2 separate regions of the Pan troglodytes genome follow, and region 2 is linked to region 1. The links are chromatin contacts, called in public Hi-C maps. All regions are on one chromosome and are shown on one strand. The core of a region is the stretch at or near the end of the contact, and the rest is flanking DNA. Distances in the headings are between cores, read along the strand shown. Region 1 holds the start of CMTM7 (CKLF like MARVEL transmembrane domain containing 7). Region 2 has its middle 33 kb from the start of CMTM6.

Region 1 (6,543 bases), core at 2,200-4,699:
CACCACTGCTCCCAGCTTGAATGAACTCTTCTTTTTGCTTGATTTTAGTTTGTCTTATCAAAAGCACTGTGACTAATACAGAGTCAACTCTAATTTTATTACTTTTTTCATTATATCTGATCAGATATAACATCATAAACACACTGGTGAAGAAGAGTTATAGTCAGAGTACCACTCGAATTGAAGCTTTAAACTGTCAATAAGCCACCTGCAATCCCTTGGTGTAGAGAAAAGGAGAACTTGGACATCTTGATTTCTCACCAGGTATTCAGAGGTCACCCACCTGGTTGGTTCCCTCTTAGAGTGTGACATCTTTAAAGTGGGCTATGAAGCCCTTTGCCTAAGACCTTGCTTTCCCAAGGGGCAGCTATTCACACCTAGCAGACAACACACTAGTGTAGACATCTCAGTGCACTTGGCAAGCCTCTGAAGCCTCTTCTTGTTAAGTCAGGCCAGCAATGGCCCTTGCACTGGCAAGCATCTTGCTCAAGCTCTTAAGTGATCATAATAAAGTGATTAACACAGAGTGCCCAGCACAGTGATTATTTCTGATTAGAGGTGGGTGGTGCATTAGTCAACACCAGGCAGAAAAGCCCAGCAATGTTTCTGAGCAGACTCAGGAAGTGATAGTTGTTCTCAAACTTGAGTATGCATCAGAATCACAGAGTGATGGTGAAGGGGGTGGGGAGTGAGGGTGGGGTTGGGAAGACTTGTTAAGACACACACTGCTGAGCCCTACCCCTAGAGTTTCTGATTCAGCAGGTCAGAGTGGGCCCCTAGAATCTGCATTTCTCACAAGTTCGCAGGTACTGCTGGTTGGGGGGCTATACACTGAAAATCACTGTTAGAAGACTGCTGAATTGGACAAAGGCCCCTCAAAGGAGAAATGATCCAGCAGTTGGTTTTTCTGCTTCCCTGAAACCCTCATCTCAACAAAGATGCCCTGTCATCTCCACTGTGGGTCCTGAAGCCTTAGACAAGTACAGAAGTGAAATGTACATCTACATAAAAAAATGATACATAGTACTAACTTCATGCCTGTGGGTATAGAGCCAGAAATGTCACAGCACGCCTGCATATCTATCACATTGTCACAGCAGCCCCTAGATGCAATTATTCCTGAATTACAGAGAAACAAATGGAGGTAACAGGCAGCTGTGACTGTTGTCTACAGAGAAGACACACGTGGAAGGCAATTTTTCTTGATCATGAAAATTGTCAAATGTACATAAAGGTGGAATAAATAGTGTAATAAATCCCCAAATGTTTCAACTGCAGTGGACTCTGGCAATGACAGTGGTCCTCAAATTTGAGTGTGCATCAGAATCAACTAAAAGACTTGCCAAAACAGAGATTGCATGGGTATCATCCACCAACAAGAATTATTAGGACTTTGCCACATCGAAAACTCTTCTGATGACAAGACAGCACTGGCAGGGAATAAACTCACAAAGGTAGTTTTATGTTTCGCTTTGTTTTGTTTTGTTCTTGAGGCAGGGTCTTGCTCTGTCACCCAGGCTGGAGTACAGTGTTGTAATCATGACTCACTGCAGCTTCAACCTCCCGGGCTCAAGCAATCCTCCCACCTCAGCCTCCTGAGTAGCTGGGACTACAGGCACGTGCCACCATGCCCAGTTAATTTTTGTGTTTTTTTGTAGAGATGGGGTTTCGCCATGTTGCCCTTGCTGGTGTCAAACTTGGGCTTGTGAGCTTGATTTTGGGATTACAGACATGAGCCACCGTGCCCAGCCAGATTTTTTGATGTTATCTCCAAGTGAATAAATGTAAGTATGGCCACAGGGACACTGCTCAAAAGGAACATGATAACATACCTCATTTTGGTAGTCCCGTTTGGGCCTGTCTTCATTTTTATGTTTTCTTCTTTTCCTTTTTCTTTTTTTTTTTTTTAAGAGACAGTGTCTCACTCTGTCACCCAGACAAGAGTGCGGTGGCAAGATCATAGCTCACTGCAATCTCGGACTCCTGGCCTCCAGGGATCTTCATGCCTTGACTTCCCAAAGTGCTGGGATTATAGGCGTGAGCCACCACGCCTGGCCGCTTCATTTTTAAAACAACCCAAAAGGGATACAGAATAGTATGTCACTTGGATAGCTGTTTGACAGCTTTTTCTTTTTCTTTTCTTTTTTTTTTTTTTTTTAATTGAGACAAGGTCTTGCTCTGTGGCCCAGGCTGGAGTGCAATGCCACTGTCATGACTCACTGCAGCCTCAACCTCCTGGGCTCCAAGGCTCCTCCAGCCTCAGCCTCCTGAACAGGCATGTGCCACAGCACCCAGCTAATTTATTTATTTATTTATTTTTATTTTTATTTTTATTTTGAGACAGAGTCTCGCTCTGTCGCCCAGGCTCGAATTCAGTGGCGCAAGCTCTGCTCACTGCAAGCTCCGCCTCCCGGGTTCACGCCATTCTCAGCATCCCGAGTAGCTGTGACTGCAGGCGCCCGCCACCACGCCCAGCTAATTTTTTGTATTTTTAGTAGAGACGGGGTTTCACCGTGTTAGCCAGAATGGTCTTGATCTCCTGACCTCGTGATCCGCCCGCCTCGGCTTTCCAAAGTGCTGGAATTACAGGCGTGAGCCACCGCGCCCGGCCCAGCTAATTTATTTTTATTTTTTGTTTTTTGTAGAAATGAGGTCTGGCCATGTTCCCCAGGCTGACAGCTTCTAACAGAAGCAAACATATGCTCCCCTTGTAACCAGTGCGTTCACTTGCAGATATTTGTCCCAGAGAAATGTGAGTTTGTATCCACCAAAAAAACGTGTACCCTAATAGTCACTATAGCCAGAAAAGAGACGAGGGAGGGGGGAAAGGCCGGAGGGAGGGAAGGAGGCAGGCAAGCAGGTAGGAAGGAAGCAAGCTTGGTGTCCATCAACTGGGTAAACGTTTAAAAAATACGGTATCTTTGCACAGTGGAGTACTACTCAGCAATAAAAAGGAAGGAACTGATATGAACTACTTATATTCCCAACAGGATGGATCTTCTAATTTGTTATGTTGAAGGAGAATATTCTGTATTACTTCAAGTTTATGAAGTCCAAGAACAGGCAAAATGAACCTACAGTGACAGAAAGCAGAATACACTGTAGTGGTTGCCTGAGGCTGGATAAGGATGGGGACAGGGAAGGAAGGTAGGTCAGGAAGGCCCACCACGGAACTTTCTGGGGTGATGGGCACGTTCTATTTGTTGATCTGGGCGACGGTTACACAGGTGTACACATACATAAAAATTAGTGGAGCTGAACACGTAAGGTCTGGGCATCACACTTTATGTAAGTTAAACTTCAGTAAAGTGCTCTCAGCACACATCCGCAGCCGCACCCACACAAAATCCCAGGAGGCTCAGTACCAGCTGTGGTCCGGGCCTTGCCCACCTCGGAGAGGCCACGACCCAAGGCATCCGGTTTCCTCTCGCTCCAGTCTAACTTCCGCGCATCTACGAGGGCCGGGACTGCCGCTACCTTTCTGGAAGGCGCCGGCCGGCCAGTCCCCGGAGGGATCCCGCCAGAGGCGGCTCCGCGTCTCCAGCAGCGGGGCAGGGACCCGGGCGCCCCGCCCTCGCCAGCGCCCGCCCCCGCCCGCCCCCGCCCGCCCCCGGCCCGCCCTCCGTATCTGGCCCCTGGGCAGCTGCCCGGGGAGGCGGCCAGCGAGCTGGGGCCGCGCAATGTCGCACGGAGCCGGGCTCGTCCGCACCACGTGCAGCAGCGGCAGCGCGCTCGGACCCGGGGCCGGCGCGGCCCAGCCCAGCGCGAGCCCCTTGGAGGGGCTGCTGGACCTCAGCTACCCCCGCACCCACGCGGCCCTGCTGAAAGTGGCGCAAATGGTAAGTGAGCGCGGGGCGCGAGGCCGAGGTTCTACAGGGCGTCCCGGGAAAGCAGGGGTCCGGGAGCGGACGCGCCGGGCGTCTGGACCCGGCCGGAGCCCAGGGAGCATCGCGCAGCGGGCGGGGGATCGCGTCGCTAAAGTTCGCAGCAGGCTTCCTCCGGGAAAGTTGCCGCCGCAGCCCCCGCGCTGGAGCTCAGTCCCCAGAGCTGCCCCGGCCCTTGCTCCCGCGGACCCAGGTCGCCAGGGTCGCAAGTTTCTCCGGCCACCCCCCTGCGAAGCCTGACCCGCCTACTGACTGAAACCACGGGCAAAGTTCCTTTTCGTCTTTCTTCCTCTTCTCTGGGCCGCGCCGCTTCGAACCCGAGCCGGGGGTGGAAGAGTCGCCCAGGCGGCGGCGCTGAGGCAGCGAAACCCGACCTCTTCCCCGTCCACGGCCTCCCCTTTCCTCCGAACCCAGCGCGGCAGGGCTTCCCTGCTCTGTGTGCAGTTTCGCTCGAAGGAGGAGGTCAGAGGGTCTTGCGTTCCATAGTGGGGAAAAAGAACTGGGACCGCTGAGACGGCCGTCCTGGTCCCCTGCGCCCTCAAGTTCCGAGGGAGGGCCCGGGTCTCAGGGGGCTCTGGAGGGCAGGTGGTCAGTTGGGAAAGGCCTGTTGTCAGGGGCTGGTACTCATGTAGGGGAGCCAGACTGTTGAATGGGAGTCACCCGTGGAGCCAGGCAGGATGAGTGTCTGGGCTTGGATTGTGACCAACTCAGCACAAGGGCCTTCTACCAGGGCAGACGTTGCCTGGCCGATTCTCTTGTTCCCCACTCTTTTCTTTTCTCCCCTCCCGTTTTTTTCTTCTTTAAAAGTTTGTAATCTGAAACAACTTTTCCGTTTGTATGATGTGTTTTGAAACTGGGTTGGGCTGTTTGTGAGTCTCCACCATTGTAATGTTTGCACCAAGAATGGTGGGGAAGGGAGCGGTAAGTTTCAAAAAGAGGTGTGGGGAAAGGAGTGTGGGGCTGGACAAGGTCACACACCCAGAAGCTGGGGCCTGCTAAGGTGGACTGGCCCCAGGGGGTTGGGCACAGGACGTCTGTGCATCTATAGCACTGCCATTCCAGACACTGAGTGTGCATGAGGTGGCCCTCATGTCTTGCTTGGGCCAGACCTAAAGAGAAGGGGCGCTGAGTTCCTGCCTCCCTAAGAACGGTGTCTAGATAGACCAAAAATTAGGAAGAGGCATTTCAGCAACGTACAGAAAAATCTGGTGCTGAGCATTGTTGGGTTTGAGCAGGGCATTTTTTGGCCCAGGCTAAGAGATTTGATCAGCCAAATAGAAGAGACCAGCCCATCTCACCATCCTTAAAAGATGGGCTGGGGTGAGACATATCCTACCTGAGCATTGGAAGGGATGAGTTTGGTAGACAGAGAATGGGATCAGAAGCCTCCATCTTGGCCCCTGAGTTTGCTGGACAAAGATATTATGGGATGAAAAGTCTCCTTGTTGGTCTATGAGTTTGGTACACAAACATAATGGAGATGAAACCTCGGCAACATAGCGAGACCCCATCTCTACAAAAAAAAATTTTAAAACCTTGTGTGGTTGGCATGGGCCTCTAGTCCCAGTTACTTGGGAGGCTGAGGTGAGAGGATTGATTGAGCTGAGAAGGTCAGTGAACTGTGCCACTGCACTAGTCTGCGTGACAGAGGGAGGCCTGTCTCAAAAAAAAAAAAAAAAAAAAAAGGTACAAAGAAAAGGTAATGGAGATGAGAAGCCTTCATGTGGTCCATGATTTTGATGAATAAAGATACTGGGAGATGAGAAATCTCCATCTCATCTTAAGCTCCTCAGCTAGCCTCTGGCCTGTGGTCCTTGGGCCAATTTGCAAGTGGCAAGAGTGGGGCCTGTTGTTCCAAAAAAGAGAACAAAGACTTGAATAATTTCTTTATCTGGTTGCTTATTCTCTATGTGCTCCTCTTAAAACCATGCTGAGGAGTCTTACACCTGCCCTGGAGGATTCCCCATCACTGCTGCAGGCTTGTTTGATCAGACCCTCTGGGAGCAAAGTTGCCCTTGCAGGATGGCTATATTAGTCCTAGTTAGGGCTATCTACTTGGGCCTCTTATCTAACTCCTCCCTATTTTCCCACTTCTCCTCTTTTCTAAGACTCTGCTTGGGCATTTGAGGTTCATTTGTCTTCTTTGCTGGAAAATGCTTGTTTAGCCAAGTTTTAACATTGGGGAAGGGCAGAAGCAGCTAAATTAATGCCACCCATTGGGCTTTCTTTCTATGGGTCTCTCATTTTGACCATCAATTTCTCAGTTTCATACTGAACAGGTTGACCCTTTTGTCCTCAGCTTCTCATGAAATGTTTTCATCATGATCTGATCAATAGATCTGCCAACACATTGTCTTAAGAAATCATTGCAAAGGCTGTTCCACTGGAGAATGACTTCCCTTGTCTTGGCCTCTTCTGGGTCCCCCATTACTAGAAAATGAGTTTCTGAGTGAATGTGTGTACTTGACATGTCATTTATACATGTGTAATTTTTATAATCCTCTGGCCATGATAATTCAGTTTTTTTGGTCTTCCTTTTTGGAGTAGAGACACAGTCACAGGTTTTGACTTTTGACTTTAAAGCACTCTTTTTTTTCTTTCTTTCTTGAGAGGGAGTCTTGCTGTGTCACCAGGCTGGAGTGCAGTGGCACGATCTCAG
Region 2 (6,543 bases), core at 1,354-3,853, 78 kb after region 1:
GGCTGAGTCTGAAAAGAGTCAGCAAAGGGAGATAGGGGTGGGGCCGTTTTATAAGATTTGGGTAGGTAAAGGAAAATTACAGTCAAAGGGGAGTTCTCTGGCGGGCAGGAGTGGGGGGTCACAAGGTGCTCAATAGGGGAGCTTTTGAGCCAGGATGAGCCAGGAGAAGGAATTTCTCAAGATAATATCATCAGTTAAGGCAGGAACAGGCCATTTTCACTTCTTTTGTGGTGGAATGTCATCAGTTAAGGCAGGAACCGGCCATCTGGATGTGTACGTGCAGGTCACAGGGGATATGATGGCTTAGCTTGGGCTTAGAGGCCTGACAGAAACCACTGACATAAAGGGAGATGCCAGGAACCACTGGGCACCAGGTGGATGGAAAGGGCCCAGGTTGGATGAGGACTGGGGAGACAACCGGTGGACTGTTTGGGTTTTATTGCCATATTCTATGTACATAAAAAACAACATAGGCCGGGTGCAGTGGCTCACGCCTGTAATCTCAGCACTTTGGGAGGCTGAAGCGGGCAGATCACCTGAGGTCGGGAGTTCAAGACCTCAAGACCAGCCTGACATGGTGAAACCCTGTCTCTACTAAAAATACAAAATTAGCTGGGCGTGGTAGCGCATGCCTGTAATCCCAGCTACTCGGGAGGCTGAGGCAGGAGAATCACTTGAACCCGGGAGGCGGAGAGGTTGTGGTGAGGCGAGATTGCACCATTGCACTCCAGCCTGGGCAACAAGAGCGAAACTCCTTCTCAAAAAAATAAAATAAAAATAAAAATAAAATAAAAAATATTCCACGTAGAGTTATGCAAAAAAGGAAATGTTACCACAGCATGAAGTGTGCCGCTTGGCTCAGTTGTGAATAGTGATAACAGCCAGAATAATGGTCACGCGGAATACTGATTTGACCGAAACTGTGACAAACCTCGTCAGCCTGGCAGGGGTGCGTGTGGAGCGAGCCGCTGGCCAAGTGCTGCCAGATGCCCCAAGTGACCCAGAGAAATGGTCATCTGGATTTCCACGCTAAACATTTCCCGATTTTTAAATGCTGCCAAGTATCTTTTCAAAGATACACTTCAGGCCAAACACACCTGCTGGGGGCTAGCTGAAGCAGCCGTCCCGTTTGCGATTCTGCCCGGGAGGGCCCTCAAGCGCTTGCCCCAGGGTCTCGGCAGTTCTCCGGGAAGTCGGGGCCCCGCCGGTCTGGCAGATGCTTCCTAGCTAACCCAGGGGCAGCGCGCTGGGCGGAGGCCCTCCCTGGGGAGCCCCCGGGGTCCCCGGCCAACAGCTGTGCCTGCTGCCACACCTCCCAGCTGGACACAGCTCTCCTGTAGCGAAAACAAAACCCACCGCGCAGGTGGCTGCAGGAGCCCCCGCGCAACGCGCCCGCTCCTGGCCGCGCACGCCCCCTGGCGGCCATCGGGAAGCATCGCCGCCGCGTTCCTTGGGGAGAGCCACGCCTCTGGGAAAGCTAAGAACTGTTCACATTAGAAGCATCCACTTGCACAGTTTTTTTGTTGCTGTTTTTGGGGGGATTTTGTTGTTGTTGTTTTGTGGGTTTCTTTTTCTTTTTGAGACAGAGCCTAACTCTGTCACCCAGGCTGGAGTCTGGCGGCACGATCTCGGCTCACTGCAACCTCCAACTCCCAGGTTCAAGCAATTCTCTTGCCTCAGCCTACCCAGTAGCTGGGATTACAGGCGCCCACCGTCACGCCCGGCTAATTTTTGTATTTTAGTAGAGACGGGGTTTCACCATGTTGGTCAGGCTGGTCTCAAACTCCTGACCTCATGATCCGCCCACCTCGGCCTCTCAAAGTGCTAGGATTACAGGCGTGAGCCACCGCGCCCGGCCTGCACGTTTTATTTGAACCTCAGGTACACAGATTAATCATCATCCTGAGTTCATAACACTCTTACCCTCTAATCATGGTCCATGCATGGCCTCCTTCCTCCCTCCTTCCCTATTTTTTGTTTGTAGTCAGCACTGAAGCTAGCCGTGACAACCTACATTCAACTGTAACAATATGCTTCTTCAGTTCATCACCCTCCCATCTTTTTCCTCCCAAGGTAACCTCCCAAATCCCCCACTGATCACGGGCTTGCATTTCTTGTAATCTTGGTAGTTTATAATTAAATGGAAAAGATACCACACTGTATGTAATCTTTCAGGACTTTATTCACTTACCATTATGCAACATGTTACATCCTCTTGGCCTCACCTATCCCTTGATCCAGCCACCACTGCAGTGCTAGCCCTGCAAGGCCTACGACCATGTCATGCCAGCATAACCTGATAGCTGTGATTTGGGCCTTCAACTGTCACCTTGGCGCTTTCCTGTGGACACTGCCATGGGACCTGCTCAGCGGCCACACAGTGCAACTTGCAAGTGCTGCGGGGGAATTCACTCCCTGTGAGGTAACACTGACCAACGGGACACAGGAACCAGTGCGTGCATTCTTCCTCCTTCTCTCCTGGACCAGACCACCCTGAGGCACATTTTACACAGCTTCTCAGAGGACAGTCCTGTGGGATTGAGCAACCAATCACACAGTGGTGGCTAACTCAGTAATATCCTCATATTGGCTCACTCTCCTTCCCTGGTTCAGTCATGATGATGGCTCAGCGGGCCACGTGGATACAAGCTGAAAATGTGTGCTGGCTGCACTAATAGTGTTATTTCAGGGGTAGCCTTGAAAGACAGCAGTGAAAGGAAACACTCCCAATGGGCAAAGCTCTGGGCAGTGCATCTGATCATCCGCTGGAAAGAAAATATACAGACTCAGGGAGTGGTGAACGGCTTGGCTGATTGGCCAGGGGACTGGAAAGAGAAAGACCGCAAGGCCCCAGAGGGATGAGTGAGACAAAACGAGTCTTCAGCCACTAAACTTCTCAAACAAGCAAGTCATTTGAACAAGCGGTGGATTTCTTACAAAATGCAAACCCTGAGTAATGAGGCCACTGCATATCAGAAAAAAAGCCCAGAAAAAAACCTGCATAATACATGTTATGACTGAAAGCCAGGTATGGATGGAATGAAAGGGACAGGCAGAGCTGGACTAGCTAGGGGGCTGTAAGGGTGCTCAGAACAGCAGATGACCTGATACAAAACCTGGAGTGGATGTCACAGTTCCTGTGGAGCAAAGATCTAAGTCTGAGCTGGTACAACTCAGTCTGGGGCAAACGACAGCAGAGGGACAAGACTTAGATATGGGGTTGCATCCCCAGATTCATTCCTACCCAGGAGGAAGTCCCAAATATTCCTAAACTTACTACATACTTGCTGTGGTTTTGTGAGGTGGTGTGTTGTGTGTGTGTGTGTTTGCCTGGATTGTGCTTCTCTTTTGCAAGAACCTGTTCACTGGATCCATTTATTGTGATCCCTGTTGGTGACTCATATCAGGAGCAGTCAGATGCATGCCCAAGAATGGTGTTTACTCATAAAGCTTGCCAAGCATAACATTTGAAACAATGCCTCTTTCTGGGAGAAGAAAAAGTATTTGGTCTTCTCACACAGGTTTTATACCAACAGAGGTGCTATACAGAGCTTTCTTTTTTTGAGATGGAGTTCCGCTTTTATTGCCCAGCTGGAGTGCAATGGCGTGATCTCAGCTCACCACAACTTCCGCCTCCCAGGTTCAAGCGATTCTCCTGCCTCAGCCTCCCGAATAGCTGGGATTACAGACGTGAGCCACCACACCTGGCTAATTTTTTTGTATTTTTACTAGAGACAGGGTTTCTCCATGTTGGTCAGGCTGGTCTTGAACTACTGACCTCAGGTGACCCACCTGCTTCAGCGTCCCAAAGGAGCCACCGTGCCCAGCCTATACAGAGCTTTCTTTAGCTGAACATCCCTGTCTGTCGAATGGATGCTGGGAACTCTACTGTGGATTAGGGAAGCTTCAAAAAGAGTGTGGCCACCTTTTGTTTCAATTGTGCTGACATAATAAAAATGAATGAATGTTTTGCTGCCATCCTACCTGGTACTTGGTTTGCAACCTAGGGTATTGCTAATGCATTATTTTAGATCTCCCTGTGGGGAATGTCAGTTTGCTTTCACGAGCACAGCATATAGCACACTTTTATTGCCCTGAATTTCCCAGTGATATGGCATCAGTGGGTTGGACAAACCCAGCACAGTGTGAACTGCTGGTGTATGGGCAGGCATTTCCATCATGTCTGCACAAAGAAGACTGCTTTCAGGGCGTTACATGCCACCGAAGCACCACTGACGAAAGACAGGTGGGCCCTGAGCAAGGACAAAACCCAGGCGCTCTGCCTTTCAAGTGGCCATCTTGGGGGCTGTGTCACAGCTCAAATAGATATTTCACAATTAAATAAGGAAAACTTTGTAATAGCCACCAACTACAAAAGAAGAAGAAGAAGAGGAGGAGGAGGAAGAGGAAGAAGAAGAAGAAGATAGAAGGAGAAGGAGGAGAGGAGGGGGAGGGGGAGGGGGAGGGGGAGGAGAAAAGAAGAAAGAAGAAGAAGAAGAAGAAGAAAAGTGGCCCTACAGCAAAATTGGCCGCTGGATGGTACATCCCAAACCTAAGAATATTCCTACAGCTTCCATCCCCCAAGTCATCAGACATGTGGCCACATTTGCCCAAGAGCCTGAACAACAAAGAACCTAAGAATCAGCCCAGACAGCAGTAACAGAAGCCTTGCCCTAGAGCCTTTATTTCCTTCGGGTCAAGGAACTACAGGGGTCTGGGATGAACTGCACAGTTGATTAGAGCCTTTGGCAAACCAGACTTCTCTGGTTCTTCTTCTAGACTTTGACCTTTTGAACTTGAGGACTTCCTCCTGCTGCTGAGAAACAACGGCCAGCATCACTGAGCCCTGCCTACGCAAAACAGTCTTCAACTTGACATTCTCATCCTGCAATTCTGAACTAAGTTTCACAAATGGGTGGGACAAGCTCCAGAACATCCCATCACGAGAAGAAAATGGATCTTCCAATTAAGGGCCAAACCCAGCTCCTCAGCCTTTAGCCATCTTCAGGGTGGGCCAAACAGGTGGTGGCCCACCCAGGAGACAGAAATAGTGTCTTTCCTACTGTTTTACCAAAACTGCTGGTTTTATGAAGATGCCACCTATGAAATAGGCCACCTGACAAGAAGGCATCACTGAAGAAAGAGCCCACCCACCTCTGAGCAAGCAGGGCCTTTGGAATGCTACAGCCATCCAGTGATGGCGCAAGGGTGATGGCCCACAGCTGTGGGCACTCTGTGCAATGGGCTGAACTCCAGAAGGGATTTCTGGCCACAGAGAGTACTGCCCTAAGATTAAACATGCCACATGGGCTGTCACGAATGGCCCATCTGTATGGTCAGATCTTTGGGCCAACCAGGACTGGACCAGAAAAGACATACCGTATATTGGATGGCCCCTACCTTGGGGACATGTTAACTATTTAATTACAAACTCAGTATCTATCTATATGGTTATATGAAGCAAACACATCTAGTGAAAAGCATTTAAAGTGAAAAAGTCAGTCAAACATATGTGGCCATCACCTCCACTACAGACCAATCAACTTGTGCTCAAATCCACCATATGCATGGAACCACCATAAAGGATTGAGATGCCCAGTGATCAATTATGGAGGCCATTGTTTTTTGTTTGTTTTTTTGAGACGGAGTCTCGCTTTGTCACCCAGGCTGGAGTGCAGTGGTGCAACCTCAGCTCACTGCAAGGTCCGCCTCCCGGGGTCATGCCATTCTCCTGCCTCAGCCTCCTGAGTAACCGGACTACAGGCGCCCGTACCACACCCGGCTAATTTTTTGGTTTTTTTTGTTTGTTTGTTTGTTTTTAGTAGAGACAGGGTTACACCGTGTTCACCAGGATGGTCTTGATCTCCTGACCTCGTGATCTGCCCACCTCGGCCTCCCAAAGTGCTGGGCTTACAGGCGTAAGCCACCGCGCCCGGCCAGAGGCCATGTTTAACTGCAAAGACTGTATTATTTGCCAGCTATACCAGACCCTTCAATGCTGACTTCCACAGGGACAGCTGGTCCACCTTCATCTACTTACAAGCTGCACAAGCTGATGATAATCACCTCTGCTTACCCGAGCTCCCTTCAATGGATAAATAAATGAATGGTTCATTTTGTTCAGATCTCTGTGGATAGACTAAAACTTGGATACTCTGTATCAGGTGTTCTATGGCCACCTTCCTCTGCCTGCTATGTACTTATGATAACAAAATGGCAACTCGTGGGTCCAGAAAAAGGACAACTTGAGTCATCCCTAAGACAGGATGACAGATCCCAACTGATCTGGTATAAATGTCTTGACCCTAGAAGTGCATGGAGGCCAAGGGGAAGTGAATCACTCTCTCTTTTTCTATTACAGGCATGAACAACAGTCCCAAATGTCCTTCTACGACTCTTCTAGTTCTCATGTTGTTAAATATGTCACCCCTGGCCCAGCCCAGCTGTAGAACCCCAAGGGTCAGGGGTTAAGACAAATTTGGATGGCATGGAGGTTTGTTTCCTCCCTCATTTTAGTAGCTTGTTGGAGAGATGGCTCAAAAG

What was found. A called contact is a pair of places that touch in the nucleus more often than the background predicts.
Region 2: a contact with region 1 is called in a Hi-C map of stem cell-derived neural progenitor cells, with 2.7 times the contacts expected there. The contact joins the enhancer-like site here to the promoter of CMTM7 in region 1. A contact is called at or near these places in 3 of 7 Hi-C or Micro-C datasets (blood, induced pluripotent stem cells and stem cell-derived neural progenitor cells) and 1 of 1 datasets of contacts at active chromatin or transcription factors (stem cell-derived excitatory neurons).

What each region holds. Positions count from the first base shown.
Region 1 is chr2:36,403,014-36,409,556 of NHGRI_mPanTro3-v2.0_pri, forward strand. CMTM7 (CKLF like MARVEL transmembrane domain containing 7) reads left to right here and starts at 3,450. Exons shown (of 4, transcript XM_003309684.7): 1 at 3,450-3,839. The coding sequence starts at 3,681.
Region 2 is chr2:36,481,843-36,488,385 of NHGRI_mPanTro3-v2.0_pri, forward strand. No RefSeq gene overlaps it. Among named protein-coding and RNA genes, the nearest start is that of CMTM6, 33 kb to the right of the region's middle. Within about 2 kb of position 2,604, at least 10 of the 24 cell types and tissues checked have an H3K27ac peak or open chromatin away from gene starts, as enhancers often do. A contact at or near this core is called in stem cell-derived excitatory neurons and stem cell-derived neural progenitor cells, where this site is marked.